Linked DNA regions of Mus musculus: region 2 is linked to region 1. Evidence: chromatin contacts called from public Hi-C data. All regions are on one chromosome and are shown on one strand. The core of a region is the stretch at or near the end of the contact, and the rest is flanking DNA. Distances in the headings are between cores, read along the strand shown. Region 1 overlaps Lpp (LIM domain containing preferred translocation partner in lipoma). Region 2 overlaps Lpp (LIM domain containing preferred translocation partner in lipoma).

Region 1 (5,474 bases), core at 166-2,665:
CTTATTCCTTTACTACTATAAAGAGCCAGGCAAAGATTACATTTTTCTGTTTCCAATCCTAACCAGCTCAGGGCAGAAAACATGAAAAACCCATGTGTTTGCTCAATGTGTGTACAACTAAGTGTTGGGCTTCAGTTCCCTTCCCTGAGTCTCCTATTCAGCTTGCCCACCCATTTACCCCAGTGGTTAAAGCTTCAGGAAGAGTTAGGAGTTTCTTACAAAAGGAGACCTCTGAACAGACCAAGAAATCAAGGAGAAGACAGTAAAATATATAAGATACGAGTAAAGATTCTCAAGGGGGATCATTGCTATCCTGGATTGATATTTCCTTCAGACAGCTGGAAAGATGCAACCATTTAATCTACTTTTCTATCAATTCCTCCATCGAAGAGTCAACCTGGGATTTTTTTATTGGGCTCTCAAGATGGGCCCTGGAGGTAGAAGCACAAAGCTTGTTGACCTGAATGTAATCAACAAAACCAAAGCATCAAAGAGAACTGAATTCCATGAGTTATAAAGACACACAGAAACACATTCAAAGGCATGAGCATGCAAGAGCACATACACATACAAACACATACACACGCATACACACACACATACACACACACACATACACACATACATACACACACATACACACACACACATACACACACACATACACACACATACACACACATATACACACATACACACACATATACACACATACACACATACACACACATACACACACATACACACACACATACACACACACATACACACACACACACATACACACACACACAGTTACAACATTTCTAAACAATAGACATTTTCAGTTACCTTTTCTACATTCAAAGCTTCAAAGCAAGCTCACATAGGATAATCTATAACATCTTTACAAAGACAGCAGGCTGACAGTTTCCGTCACCATCACTGTGAGCTTTTATTACTCAAATTCCATTCATTCCTTTAAGGTTTTAATTTTTATCAAAATTGAAGTTGTCCTGGCTGGGTTCCACTCTGACACACTTTCAAAAACAAATTTGTTCCCTTCCAATTTTGATATCTATCTACCTATAGCCACACAGTTATCCATAGTTCAGTGTGTGCACACTCAACAAAAAAATTCTTACACAGACTTTACAAGTCGGAACATTAGACTATGGAACTGGCATTTAGACATAGCTGTACTCAAATCAAAGTCTCCATTTTTTTTTGTAAGCCACAAGACCTTGGATAGCTTGTTTATTATCTGTCTGAGTTTCAATTTAATTTGTTTCAAAACAAAAAATGTTAGTGCCAAGCTGTAATAATGCTATAAAAAGGATATAACAAGAAACCGGAACATGCTTAATGAGATCTCACTAGTAAACTAGATACACTTAAGCATGTGAACATACACTGTGCAAAGACTTTGGAGAAAGAACAAGTAAAACATTAACCCATGGGACTGCTGACAGGGAACACAGAGTAGACATCCAAAGGTCAATTTTATAACATAACTAAATTTGTGTTTTGTGGAAACAATTTGATTCCATGTCTTTCAGGAGTAAACCATTGTCAAACAATTGCTGAAAGTGAATAGCACCATCCTACAGTTTAGATCTGGATGGAAATGAAGCTGAGTTGTTCTGTCACACTGTTTTGACAACTGAGAAAACTAGCCCATTGTTTGGTAACTATTGTGATTACTGGTGTGTTTTGTCCATTTTCACACATTTCCACAACCTCCCTGATGTCCTGTTAACCCTATCTGGCTGCATGCCACCTTCTAGTCAGTGTTACTAAGACAAAACATCAGCATTAAGCCTGGTAGATCTTTCCCACCCACAGTCTTTTATACTGAGCATGCATGAAGACGATCTAGGAGTGCTGTTCAGAACAAAGCCAAACTTGAAAAGGCTCTAAGTAGTTAGGAGAAACCATTATTCTTCAAAGAGTGGGAAAAGCAGTGGTAGTAAGGGTGGTCTGATGCCACCTGCATGGTACCCATCATTCTCCAAGTCTCCATCCTCCCCTGGGGCTCCAGCTTTATTCTCCTTCCACTTCCAAAACCACTTCCACTTAATGGCATGATAATATGTGCCAAATTCGTTGTACAAAAGAATGAAGATTCTCTATAGTCACCAGACAGAGACTTAGCCAAGATTTGGACCTGGTCTCAGCTAGACCATGTTGAAGGATAAGACAACATGATGGCAGATGGCAATTTCACTATAAAACTAGTAATGTTTATATATGGATTAATTCAACCCAGAGAAATGTGATCAGAAAACAACAACAACAACAACAAAAAGCTTTAAATTTACCATTAGCAAAAGATTTCTCAGAAGAGTCCTCTATTTAATGGAATTATGTCTGCAGATCTATGAAATAATAAAATTATTAAGAAGCTAAGAGACCTGGTGTGTGTGTGTGTGTGTGTGTGTGTGTGTGTGTGTGTGTGTTTCAAATTATGCAATGGATGGAACACATAAAAATCTATATCAAAAATCTGAATCCAGGGCATGCTAAGAGAGAAGACCAACATTGTCAAGCACACTGTAAAAGCATCTTTACTTGATCAAACTTGTGCTTAAACATCAGGCTTTGAGTTATGTGTCTGTTCCCATAGGTTGCTTCAGAGACTTTCCTACATTTTAGGAAGGAGTCCTCATCATGCGTCTACTCCAGGTGTTTATGGATGGGAAATGCTCCAAACACACACCAAAGACCAAAGCAGCAAAGGGTCAGAGAGCAACAGCTACTGCTGCCTCTGTACTGAGATCATGCAAGCTTCCAAAGACATGATCACTTTTCCAGCCAGCCTGTGGATTTGGTCCTCTATACACAAGTCCCGATGCTGTGTAACTATGATAGGAACATTACAAGTGACTGATACAGACAGAGGAGAGACATAATTATCCTATTTTCATAAAAAGAAAAAGGAAATATCAAAGTACTAAGAGATATCTGAACTGGCAAACAAGATAACCTAGGTCAAAGGTTGAACAACCTAAAACTTAACAAGCAGCCCTGTGAGCGCTTGCTTGAACCTTTAGTCTAGGGAAGCCCAAAAGAGTCCAAGTTCATTGCCTCATGTAAGCAGGGGTACTGGAAGGAGTCAAGGGGCTGGGAGACTGGGATGTAAAGTAACTAAATAAATATTTTTAAATGAGTTTATAGACTGTAACTCTGTTGGTAAAAGTGAAATGTGGGATGGATCATTGAATAAATGTAGTATGAAGGAAACATGTCATGGTGACAATACTGGTGATAATAAAGTATTTCAAGTTGAAGATGCATACCTAGAACAAGGTGATCACCATATAAATGGGCAAGGACTGACAGAAGTGAGCACATTCTTTTTGATGTTACAGACACCATCATTTTATCTGACTTTACATGGAGTAACTGTGTTGAATAACCTGTGCACTTTAGGTTATTTAAAGTTCCCATCCCTACCTTCATTTTTTAAGCTAGAAACTTTGCCCATTCACTCTTCCCAAATCAGACTTAGTTTGATGAGGTGTTAACAGATTTCACTCAGACTTTGGGAATGGATGGCCTAGTAAAGCCAGGGAGAAAGCTCTAGTTCCAATCATTCAATGCAGTGGTACCAAGGTGAAATAACATATAGCAAGGGAATAAAGCTCTCAAAGGCCTCACAGTAAGTCTATGACTAAAGGCAGCATAATACTAGGACAAGAGAATGGCCTATTTTTAGTATGTGAGACTGTTTTTGAGAACCACCAGGACACTGAACCTTGATTTCTGTTCCTACTATACCTTGTCCAGTGATAAGTAAAAATCTTTCCCATGATCCCCTTTGACGAATGGGAACAGCCCAAGATGTGAAAGGTGAAGTTCACCTCTAGCCTTCAGAGACCCAGAGGACAGGAAAGATACATGGGAACAGAAAAGAAAGGCATTGCCAGGGCCACAGTGAACATACGGGTCAGCCCTGAGAAAAAGAAAGATGAGGAAGTCACCATTCTCAGCATCTATTGCAAACCACCAGCCTCTCTCACTTCCCTTGCCCACAGAGACGGCTTTTGCCAGTCAAGGAAGAAGTAGTTTCATAAAAAATGATCAGAGGAAGAGATGAGGGTGGGGTAGGAGAGTAAGATGTTTCACTGAAAGGGCAAGGCCAAGTGTTCAAAGGACATGGATTTATTCCTTCAACATCCCTAGACCGCTTTATAAAACAATCAAGTCAGAAACTATTAGCTGGGTTGATTTAGTAGACTCTTTGACCCAGGACACAAAAGGTTTAAGAAGATACAGAGAGGCGAACTTGACCTGACCAGTAAACATTTCAAATATGACAACTGCTTAGAGAGCCACACAAGAAAGTTGGACTGAGTAGCCGGGCTGGCTTTCTATAGTTATTAACTGCCATGCCACCACTAGTATCATTATGTAACACAGTAGCATATGGGGAACATTACGCGGTGTGTTTTCCAAAGCTTCTCTGTCCAAGTGGGTGAGGCAATGGCCTCCTTGAATCAAAACCTATTGCTCCTTAAGGCTTGCATAGCTGTCTTGATTAAACACAGCAGCAGGCTCCGGTTGAAGGGACAATTCTTCGCTTTGGAGGGGAGGTAGAAGAGGGTAATTGCCAGATGTTTGCAATTTTAGCTATAAAAAGATGGCTGCTTTCCATTCCTGAGTATGTTGAATCTTTTTTTTTTTTTTTCTTTCTACCCAAGCTATTGTGGTTCACTTAAATAGGCCATTGCGCTGATGAATCATCACTCAAAACTACAATAATGGAAGCAGAAAAAAATATGGCATTTTAAATTCCCATGTAAGAGGAATAAATTAAAATGTACAGGTACTACTTATGTGCTAGGCAACAAAAATCATGTTAGTGCTTAAGATGCTCGTTTGGAGTCTTAAGAGCTGTGCGTGGGTCTCCCCTTGACTACTTCCTACGATCACGGATAGGCACCAATGCCTTAAAGCAAACCTCAGGCTGGCTACCTGTGCAGTGGAGGTAAGAATTCCTCTCTGGCCTGATTCTCAGCAGGAAGTCTCTGAGGACATCCATTCCTATCCTGTCTTATAAGCCAGACATAGACCAGGGGAGGTGTGTGATTCCTTCTCAACTGAAAAAAAAAAAAAACAAGAAAAAATATGAATTGTTTCAAAACCACATTAGAAGTATATATACGCATATTCCTGGTGATTCCTAATTATGAAGCTCCAGGACTAGCACCAACTATCAAGTCCTCTTCTTATATACTATGCACAAAATATGGGGGTGAGGAGAAGAGAAGGGAGCCTAGTTATTATTTAAACAACACTAATATAACTCATTTGAAAGCAGTGACTACTTGGGAAGTACTTGAGTATCTGGGGACACCAGTGGACCAAGTGGAGACGGGAGACTGACTGAATTTCATAATAACTGAAAGCATACAACAGACAGATCTACCTGCCATAATGCGAGGAGAAACAAAACCCAAACCAATTTGAAAGTCCCAGGCACCGAGTATATA
Region 2 (5,179 bases), core at 98-2,597, 130 kb before region 1:
TAACAAGTTTGCCTCCTAAAATGACAGTATAAAATTAAACAAAAATTCCAAATTCAATAGAATCTTGTAACTTAACAGACAATGAAATTAGGAAGTTAAAATTAAGTCTTGTTATTTTAGAATTACAAGTTTCCCAGGAAAATATATTTGAGACAAATGATAAGTTGGGGAAGATGGCCTTAAATTAGGATTCCCCAAAGCAGGACCAAAGAACAATAAAAGGGACATGCTCGAGCAAGTATTGTTGAAGAACTCATCCATAAAGGCTTCACATAGAGGCTAAGGAAGGTGAGCCACCAGACTCAGAAAAGAGATTTGCAACCTGAACAGAGAGAACTATCTTCTACTTTAAAGTGGATTGGACTGGTGAGTAGACATAGTTATTTAACACAGAGAAGGGAGAGTTGGGGAGGAGAGAACACAGAGAGACCCAGGCATCATCCTGTCAGTGGCCCAGAGGAAGAGCTGTGGCCAACAGCTAGTGACATCTTCTCAAGGAGCACTACCTGTGCCCTTAAGGCTTACAATAGACATGTTGACTTCTGGCTCATTCAATGTTGATAGTGCCCCATAATAAGGATGATGACAAGCCAGGCAGTGGTAGCACACGCCTTTAATCCCAGCACATGGGAGGCAGAGGCAGGCAGATTTTAAGTTCAAGGCCAGCCTGGTCTACAGAGTAAGTTCCAGGACACCCAGGACTATACAGAGAAACCCTGCCTCATAATAAACAAACAAACAAACAAACAAACAAACAAACAAATAAGATGACCAATAGGTGACTATCACTTTCCAATCTCCCCCTGGTCACTAGGTACATCCATTCCAGCTGAGAACCACTGAAAATGAGACATTAATCTACTACCCCTGAGAATGTTTTCATCTTTATCACTTATTCAGTCTAAGGGTACAGAAATCTACATATCTGGATTAAACAGAATTTCATGTCATTACAAATAATTATCTAATCTTAACATAAATTAGTAACAATGAAAATAATCACCATGCTGCCCATGAGCCCTTAATCTGCTACATAATCTCTTTTCTGCACCTTCTCTCTTTAGGTCCATAGCTACAGCTCGAAACATGATCAATATCACAAAAGTTCTTAACAGTTTCTCTCTCCAGAGTTTATCTGTATTCTGAACCCTAGACTTGCATGTTCAATTTACTCTTTTCATCTATTGACTTGAATGCCTTATATGTTTTTTAGGAAAACATATTTTCCGTATGTTATAGAAAACAAAAAGCTTTCCATAACAGATGTTGATCTGGTGAGACGTTCCCTTGTTACTGTTTAAACACTGAATGTGGCTACGACTCAGGGAGTGTCCTACGTCAGATATGTCCACATTTCGCAATATCTACTAAGAAAGCTCTTGCTCTTCTCCAGCTCCCTCAGACGTTTGGTCCACCCCTAGAAAATCATTCCCTGTAGCTGGAGGGATTTCTCCCTCACACGTATACAGTCTCATTACTTTGTCATTTAAAAGTCTTCACGAAGTTAGTAAGGATAATGTCCTATGCCACTTCATTTCTTGTCTGACCGACATGCCACATACAAGCTCTCATCCATATCCAAGGTACCAAGTTCTCTCACATTTCAGACATTGATTTTGGTTAAACAAGTATCAGGTTCTTAAAGAAACGTTGGCCCGAATCCTCTCTCAGATTAACTGTCTAGTTCTTAAGTTCAAAATAACTTGACCTGAACTCTCTCTCTCTCTCTGAGTATATCTCATTTCTTCTGTTCTTTCTTTATTTTTTGCTCTTTTTTATTATTATTTTTTTAATTAGGTATTTTCTTCATTTACATTTCAAATGCTATCCCAAAAGTCCTCTAAGACCCTACCTACCCACTCCCACTTCTTGGCCCTGGCATTCCCCCATACTGAGGCATATAAAATTTGTAAGACCAAGGGGCCTCTCTTCCCAATGATGGCTGACTAGGCCATCTTCTGCTACATATGCAGCTAGAGACAGGAGCTCCAGGGGTACTGGTTAGTTCACATTGTTCTTCCACCTATAAGGTTGCAGACCCCTTTAGCTCCTTGGGTGCTTTCTCTAGCTCCTCCATTGGGGGCCCTGTGTTCCATCCAATAGCTGACTGTGAGCATCCACTTCTGTGTTTGCCAGGCCCCAGCATAGCCTCACAAGAGACAGCTATATCAGGGTCCTTTCAGCAAAATCTTGCTGTCAAATGCAATGGTGTCACGTTTGGAGGCTGATTATGGGATGGATCCCCGGGTATGGCAGTCGCTAGATGGTCCATCCTTTCGTCTCAGCTCCAAACTCTCCTGTTCTTTATTATCATTTGTATACGTGTTTGCTTTCTCAAGGGAAGGGGGCCAGTCACTTTTACTCAACAAGACACCCTAAATAGTTTACAATATCATAGTCCACAGCAGAAATTTAGAAAGACATTGATCAGTGAATGAATTGTTGTCCCCTTAAGAAAACTGCAACATCAGACCTGTATTTTTCCTCACAGAACAGACAACAAATGCATGGACACACTGGATACATGCTTAATTCCAGTGGCGCCCTCAGTCTCTAATGCCTCTAAGACACAAATTATAACATGGTTCTCTTTCTGAGAAGCATTTGCTGTGCTGTTTGTTTGTTTTAGATGGGAGTCTCACCAAATAGCTGAGGCTGGCCTTGAACTTATGTCAGACTTCTGAGTGCTAGGATCACAGGGCATATGCCCGCAAACTGAGCTATTTATTTTCCTTTTAATAATGGTTTTTTAAATGTAAGTTCTCAATTCATGTGTTCTGGGGAAACAGTTCAAAGGGTAATTTTAAATGCATTCATTGGGGTATGGAGGTAAAAAGTCGAAGCAGCAGGATTACAACAAATTCAGAGGCAACCCAAGAGCCAGAGTGATTTTCAGGCCAGTTTGGGGCTCATACTAAAAACATGTTTATATATAAAAAAGGCTGGTAGGTGGTAGAACACATTTCTAATCCCAGTACTATGGAGGCAGAGAGAGGAGGAACTCTGAGTTCAAAGCCACCCTGGCCTAGACAGCGAGTTCCCAGATAGCCAGAGCTACATGGAGAAACCCTGCCTAAAACAAAATAAAACAAAACAATAAAGAAACAAAAATTAAAGAGTAACCAATAACTAACACATTAAAATAATATATTGCATGTATAGTCAAGCAAATAGAACTCCTTTTTCTAATTAAGGAGGCATTTATTGTAATTTAGCTCCATGTCAGGCACTCCTAATTGATATTGCTACTGTAAGACAAGGGAGGTAGTGATACTGGTAAATCCATCCTTATTCAAGAGGATATGAAGACTGTCATGAGGTTTATACATGAATCCAAAATGATCCTGTTTAGAATGGAAATTTGGTAAAAAGTATTAAAGATCCACATCTAACCAGCAGCAGAAAGCTCAACTCCCCAAATTATATATCAATCAAGGAATGCAACGACATTGAAAATGCCCAAATCTAACTGTTCCGTGGCAAATAAACTGTGGGATCAGCCATCTATACAACACGGTTGAAGTTACACGATGATATTTCCACATAGTCAAGAAACAGGAAAATATGTACAGACTGATAGTTGACTGTTTAACAATGGGGACAAGGTGTATTGCCCTTTCAACCACATTTCACGATAAGTGTCGCACACTATTTGACAAACATGATGTTTTCCATTTGTGGCTATCCATGTTTCCCCTGTGTGGCAGTAAACAGAAATTAAAGTACTCACTGGAAATTAATCAATGTATTATAACAAGCATTTATACAACACTAACTTCATGTGAACATCTGTCAAATGCACTTCATACACAGCTCTGACAGTTACCACCGAGGCAGGAGCTATGGCTATGTACATTCTGCATGCTGGGGTTAGCTAAGCCCAGATTGTCTACAACTGGAGTGTGATGTCTTCAAGACTCTTCTGAGCCAGGATTGGTGATGGATGCCTGCCTGTGATTCCCAAACCCAGTGAACTCAAGCAAAGAATTATGAGGTAAGGTCAAGTCTGGCCTACAGAAAGAGACCTTTGTCTTAAGATTAAACAAAACAATCAAAACCCAAACCAACTAACAGCAAGCCATACAACCTTTTGATGAAAAATGCGACTAAATTAAAATAAACACACATACCACCAAAACCACCACCACCACCACCACCAATGCCTCAAAAGGCCTTTGTAGACTATGACTTTTTTAGTTCCAGAAACCATTCTTCTCCTCTGAGAAGTAAGTACATAAGTGGAACAGGAGGACAATGGTACTCCCTGCCAGGGTCTAGGAAACAGCAGAAGCCTTGAACTGTAGAGAGCTGACAAGCTCATGCCTGCCCCAGCTGCTGGATCATACAAGCTGACTGCTAGCCTGCAAACTGGAGAGCCAACATTCCCTTTCTGACTTAAAGTTTCCATCAAGAGTCTTGGTTGTTGTAAACAAGGAGAAACCAAAAATGGAGTTTTACACTAAATATTATACATGAAGTGAACTCTGTTGAGGTAGTAAATTTTATGTTCTATACTATAAATCAATCAATCAATATATCAGTGAATAAAAAATATAAAAGCATGGGAATAATTTCATATTTTAAGATTAAGCTAAGAAACAATGGACCCATCTGTCTATAGATACAACACCATTGATATATCGTATAAGCACTGAAAGATCTATCCCTAAACAAGTATAATACTGAAGGAGGTAGCATAGCATATTTTATATACCTAAATCCTGAAACAATTACTTATTATATTTTTGATCAGGAATATTAATGTTATCTATCCGCATATCTGATCCGTGCAACACATATTTTTCATCTGTAAATATAAACAAATCTATGCTTAATATAAAGCTGAAGTAAAAACCAGCATAACAAAAATGAATAGTGAACCGTTATAACATTTTAATTTCCATGTATAAAAACAATAAATGAAGAAACCCAGCAAAAACAAAGGTTTAATACATTTTAATCAATTCAAGTTTTACTTTAGGCAACACACTTGAGAGAAGCCCAGCCTCTCTTTCCAGTGTTCTGTGAATTACAGGGAAAGCAACCTCATAGCTGGTTTCTTAATGATAAGTTAAAACAACTGCAAAAGTTTCTGTCAGAATCAAATCACGTGCTTTCAACTGGTGCCCTGGATTCAAAAGATCACTCCCAATATGGGGACAGGACTAATACTCAAAGT

Evidence for each region. Hi-C and Micro-C count contacts between places; a contact is called where the count stands out from the background.
Region 2: a contact with region 1 is called in a Hi-C map of liver, with 1.8 times the contacts expected there. The contact joins two enhancer-like sites. A contact is called at or near these places in 2 of 484 Hi-C or Micro-C datasets (embryonic stem cells and liver) and 2 of 115 datasets of contacts at active chromatin or transcription factors (bone marrow-derived macrophages and embryonic stem cells).

The regions. Positions count from the first base shown.
Region 1 is chr16:24,618,697-24,624,170 of GRCm38.p6, reverse strand. The region is part of intron 5 of Lpp (LIM domain containing preferred translocation partner in lipoma); the gene reads right to left. Among named protein-coding and RNA genes, the nearest start is that of Mir28a, 210 kb to the left of the region's middle. Within about 2 kb of position 1,415, at least 15 of the 459 cell types and tissues checked have an H3K27ac peak or open chromatin away from gene starts, as enhancers often do. A contact at or near this core is called in liver, where this site is marked.
Region 2 is chr16:24,752,514-24,757,692 of GRCm38.p6, reverse strand. The region is part of intron 7 of Lpp (LIM domain containing preferred translocation partner in lipoma); the gene reads right to left. Among named protein-coding and RNA genes, the nearest start is that of Mir28a, 73 kb to the left of the region's middle. Within about 2 kb of position 1,347, at least 4 of the 459 cell types and tissues checked have an H3K27ac peak or open chromatin away from gene starts, as enhancers often do. A contact at or near this core is called in liver, where this site is marked.